Linked DNA regions of Mus musculus: region 1 is linked to region 2. A link is a contact called in public promoter capture Hi-C data. All regions are on one chromosome and are shown on one strand. Each heading gives the region's core, a stretch centred on a gene start, on an enhancer-like site or on the middle of the called end of the contact. The rest is flanking DNA. Distances are from core to core; before and after follow the strand shown.

Region 1 (2,700 bases), core at 177-2,676, 1.2 Mb before region 2:
AAGGGTTGATGGGGGAAGCTTACAGCTTCAGCAGAGAGACCCATGAGCATCATGGTAGAGTGTGGTGACAGGCAGACAGACAGGTATGGTGATGAAGCCATAGCTGAGGGCTCACAGACTTATCTGCAAGTAGGAGGCAGGTGTCCGGACAAAGGACACTAATGGGGAACGGCATGGGCTTTTGGAACTTCAAGTCCCACTCCCAATTAACACACCTAGTCCAACAAAGCCACTGCTCCTAATCCTTCCTAAGGAATTCTACCAACTGAGGATCAGGTACTCCAATGCATTGACCCTGTGAAGGCCAATCTTTCTTTTCCAATCAACACAACTGCCCACAGGAAGGAACATAGCACAAACTTTGAGAAGCAGTCATGGAAGTATAATTGGCTAGTAGGTTGACTATAATACAACATTTATCATGCACTCAAGAGGCTCTGGGTTCAATTCCCAGTTCAAGCATTACACTGTCAACATATATATGCAACCTCAGTATGAGAAAGGACCTGGAAGGTACAGAATGCAATGGCCAGTCTTAAAACACTCCTGAAGTTGTTGCTGACAGACAAGTACCATTCCCTGGTTTGGGGATTAGAAGACCACTAAAGACCAAGTTATTCCAAGAGTCACATAATTTCTGTAGACTTTGGAGAATGAAATCGTAGGAAACTAAATTGATAAAAGCAAGAATATTGTGTTGTAGGTATCAACTCTAGTCCCAAGAGTTTTTCACGCATCTTCTGTAACCCTACAGTGGAGGAGGGATTATGGAATCTCCAAACATACCTTTATATGGATTACTTAATAGGGTAGGCAGACTCTATAGTGGCATTTTATAAAATGTGAAGTGGGGCTTTTTTCAGAGATGAGAGACCTGCTTAAGGCCACATATCTAAGTGACTTGTGAATCTAAGTAAATTTCACTGGAGAAACTGTGCAGCTAAGTCATTTAAGAAAAGGCAGGTTGGAAGAAAAAGTCCTGAAAGATCACAGTTTTGTTTTAATATTTTAAATTACTTTAAAACTTCAATATAAAAAAGACCAATCAAATCGTATGTAGAGGCTGATCCTAATTTAATGTGTGATCAGACGTTAACATTTTCATGACACTATAGAAAACTCAATGTCACTGAACTATGTATTTGAACTATGAACTTTGTCTGAAGGAAAGTTGGGGAGCTGGATGAGAAATAGTAAAAAAAAAAAAAAAAAAAAAAAAAAAATCACAGACCTCGTTATCATAATGGCAGCATTTAGTTCCACACACTTCCATTTTGGGGAAGGATTAGTGATCTTTCCCAGCACCTGAAGTCCGGAAGTCCAGTCCCCACCCCTACCCGACCTGCACTTTAACCTGCCTCCTGGACCTGGCGATGGCCTGTAAACTACATCTCCCATAAAGGTATGCGAGGGCAGTGGCCCTCTGCCGGAAGTCCGGAAGGCTGACTCCAACGCCGGGAAAACTGACAACTAAGTTTGCCGAGGAGTCTTCCGTCGCAATCCTGGTTTCTTTCCTTCATAATCCCTTGGGTTAGTAGCGCTAGTTGGCCCGGGTATGTTCGAGGACGAGTCGTCCAGGGCGTCCCTCCCGGCTTGCCGTGCCCCCAGGCGCGGGACTCAGACCTGCGGCTGCCTGCAGGCAGGTGGCTGCTAAAATTGCCAGCCAAGTTTTGGATGGGGTAAAACAAACTACGTCGGAGGTGTCCCTCCTTGAAAGGAGAAATCTTACAATAGGAGAAAAATAACTCTTCAAGGCATGTGGCCATTGGGAGAGACCGTGCTTGCGTGGGATGCACGTAATGGGTTAAATCGGTCTGGGCAGCCCCAGCGAGGGGAATATTTTAAACAATGGTGGGTGGGCTAATTGGCAGGTCCACTATGAGGGCTTATTGTAGCCTGCTGAAGCCATGCTGGGCAGCCCTTGGGCATGAAGTCAGTAATTAGTAAAAATGGATGTTGGTTTGGTTAAAATATAGTTCCTTTAAAATCCAAGTCTCTTCTTACCGACCTCTCCGAATAGCCTTGGAAAATAGGGGCGACGGTTTATACTACCTTCTCATTCTCACCTTCCACAGAACCTGCCAATAAATGATTAACAGGTAGTATTGATATTGGGAAAGCTAAAGAGAAAGGGGCTTATCCTTTCACTTCGTAGTCCAGAGAATGTTTTATGCACAACTATTGCCTTGGGGGTGCTGTATGACGCAGCATGTTTGGATGTGCAATGCTGAAGGGTGATCAGTGAGAGCAGTCAGGGACTAACCATGACCTCTGAAACCGTGACCTCTGAACAGGGAACAGTGAGGTGTTAAAAGTGAACCTCGCTGGAGAAACTCTAACCAAAGAAAAGGAGTTAGGAAGAGACTTTTAAATAAAGCCCTGGAATATCGCAACGGGGACTACAATATTTTAAAGAATTTTAAGATTTCAATATGATAAAAGTGGGAAATAAGTAAAACACACTAAATGAAAGTAAATTGAGATATGTAGAGGTTACTCCTCATTTCATTGTTGAACCGATTTTTTCCAGCGGGTTTCTTGGATTGCCTTAAGCAGTTTTAAATTATTGTTAAACAGAAGACACAAACAGGAAAGCGCATGCCAAATCAGAAAGTTAATCTTGGATCCATTGTTTTCCTGAACTTTATGCAGACTAGGCTGTGGATTTGACTAGCCACATTGCTGTTTCAAAATCCAGGA
Region 2 (2,700 bases), core at 143-2,642:
TATAAAAGTAAATTAAACTGTCCAAATCAGGATCATATTTCGGAGGTTCAGTGTCAAAATACAAGATGTGGGAATCAAACACAGAAACTTGAGGGACTGTGATAAGCCACCCTGGCAAAGAACACAGATGGCTTAATTGCATCCTTTCTCATTTGGGAGTTCCCAGAGAAGGAAAAACTTCCCTCACACTGCCCAGAGAAGCAACTGGGCAATTGAGCTTGATTCTCTCACAGCTTTAGTGATTTATTCAAGTTTGACAAACTGGGTCTTATAAATATATAGTGCAGGCAAGAATTTTTAGAAGTCAAGAATTCTTTCCTATTGAATTAAATGCTCTGTGCTTGCAGGATTCAAAATGTGGGTATTACAGTTCATACTCATTCCTTCACTGGCACCAGAATTTTGAGGGTGAATTGTGTACTAAAAGTCCCCCTCCTGTAATAGGACAGCCATTGATCTCCTGGTATAACTACATTTGGGCTGCAATTCTTAGGCCCAAACTCCCAATCCCCTTACAAGGAAGTTACAAACTACTCCCAGCTGAAACCTTATGTATAAGGCAGTGGAAAGAGCTGTGTGCTTAGGGTGGCAGTAGGGGGTAGAGGTGATTCGGGAACATTTCAAATCATTTGGAGCTGCAGTCCCATTATCACCTATCTTGGAGACACAGGAACAGTCTCTGCCCTTTGAGGCTTGCTCTAGATCTGCGCAGTAAAGCTAGAATCAGGCTAAGGGAACTTTATGATTCCAATGAAAGGCAGGCAGTCCAGCAAAGCAAGCTCATTAAAGCTCTGCTAACTTTTGGGATTGTTAGAATGGTCAAACTAGACTGGCTAGGTTTCACCCTGCTCTTTCCTTTCACGCAGAGCATATACTGTTGGACATTAGATACTTTTACTCAGGAGAGTCCTATCCCACCTTACCTTCCCGCCCCCAGTTCCAAGTACTCACAATTTGTCGCTGTTAATCCAAAATGCCACAAGCCAGAGAGCACCAAAGTAAAAACGCTATTCAGTCTTGGTACAGAATCCATTTCCCTCAGTGAGCGATCGCTTCCAATGGAATCCCAAATTCACGGGCACCAGCCTTGACCTTTTTTTTTTTTTCCCTTTTTTATTTCTCTTTTTATTTCTTCCTCCGCACAGCCTGAAACCCCTCCCACCCCCGCTTCTCCTTCACTCCGTTCTGCTTCAGTGCTTCCTCGGAGATGCGAGCTCCAATCGACGTTTATAGTTTCTGCAACTGTCACTTTCTGTGCTTGCCTTTCTTGCCTGCCTCGTCTTCCTCCGGATTCCCTTCCTTTAAGGGTAAGATCTAAAGTCGAGCGCAGTTCTTGGCACCCAGTTCCACCAACAGACAAAAGCACTTCATTTGTACTCTAGAGCTGTGTTCAGCACCAGAGAGGCGGACAGCTCATTTCAGGAACCTTCTGTACGGCCCCGCCCCCAGTCGAGCCCGCCCTGCGCTGGCCTGGGCGGGTCCTTGGCAAGTCCCTGGCAGACAGCTCTGCTTCCAGGTGCTCTGATGACTTGCTGGGGAAGCAAGGAGCAAAAGAATTTTCTCTCTCTCTCTCTCTCTTTCTCTCTCTCTCTCTCTCTCTCTCTCTCTCTCCCTCCCTCTCTCTCTCCTTTTTTTAAACCTTTTATTTTATATTTTATTGGATATTTTAATTATTTACATTTCAAATGCTATCCCTTTTCCCCAGCTTCCTCTCCGGAAACACCCTATCCCATCCCCACTCCCCCTGCCCTGGCATTTCCCTATACTGGGGCATTGACCCTTCAGAGGACCAAGAGACTCTCCTCCCATTGATGCCCGACAAGCACATTGATCCTGTGCTACATGTGCGGCTGGAGTCACAGGTCGCTCCATGTGTACTCTTTGGTTGGTGGTTTAGTCCCTGAGAATTCTGGAGGACTCTGTGCTCAGTCCAGTGGTTGGCTGCAAGCATCCACCTCTGTATTTGTCAGGCTCTGGCAGAGCCTCTCTGGTGACAGAAGTATCAGGCTCCTGTCGTCTAGCACTTGTTGGCATCTGCAATAGTGTCTCTGTTTGGTATCTGCATATGGGATGGATCCCAAGGTGGGACAATCTCTGGATGGCCGTTCCTTCAGTCTCTGCTCCACACTTTGTCTCTGTATCTCCTCCCGTGAGTATTTTGTTCCCCCATCTAAGAAAGACTGAAGCTTCCACACTGGTCTTCCTTCTTCATGAGCTTCATGTGGTCTGTGAGTTGTATCTTGTGTATTCTTTCCTTTCTATCTGTGCATCCTAGCTTCCCAGCATCCCTAACTACCTATCCTTTCTCTTTTTCTTTCTCCCAAATTAGGGGCATTTACATCAATCAGGTTTTTGGAACAATGCTGAAGCGATGACTAGAGGAGTGTGTGAAGGAAGGAAGCATCCTTGTTTGTTTGGGTTTTTTGTTTTTGTTTTTTTTTTTGTTTTGTTTTGTTTTGTTTTGCTTTTTGAAGAAAAAAATATTAGTTAAGAATAAATGTCAGTTCCCAGCACTTGGGAGACAGAGGCAGGCAGATTTCTGAGTTTGAGGCTAGCCTGGTCTACAAAGTGAGTTCCAGGATAGCCAGGTCTATACAGAGAGACCCTGTATCGAGAAAAAAAAAAGGATAAAAGTCAGTGTTACTCAATTGCACCACAGCTTCAAAATATCTCCAAAATGCATTTTAACTAAGTAAAATG

The links. Promoter capture Hi-C pulls out the DNA fragments that hold promoters and counts their contacts.
Region 1: a contact with region 2 is called in a promoter capture Hi-C map of stem cell-derived epiblast-like cells, with 7 times the contacts expected there. The contact joins the promoter of Nudt12 here to the promoter of Cntnap5c in region 2. A contact is called at or near these places in 3 of 39 promoter capture datasets (embryonic stem cells, hippocampal neurons and stem cell-derived epiblast-like cells) and 1 of 9 other capture datasets (embryonic stem cells).

What each region holds. Positions count from the first base shown.
Region 1 is chr17:59,012,048-59,014,747 of GRCm38.p6, reverse strand. Nudt12 (nudix (nucleoside diphosphate linked moiety X)-type motif 12) reads left to right here and starts at 1,426. Exons shown (of 7, transcript NM_026497.3): 1 at 1,426-1,530. All of the region lies in intron 1 of Nudt12os (nudix (nucleoside diphosphate linked moiety X)-type motif 12, opposite strand), which reads right to left.
Region 2 is chr17:57,767,903-57,770,602 of GRCm38.p6, reverse strand. Cntnap5c (contactin associated protein-like 5C) reads right to left here and starts at 1,392. Exons shown (of 24, transcript NM_001081653.2): 1 at 952-1,392. The coding sequence starts at 1,033.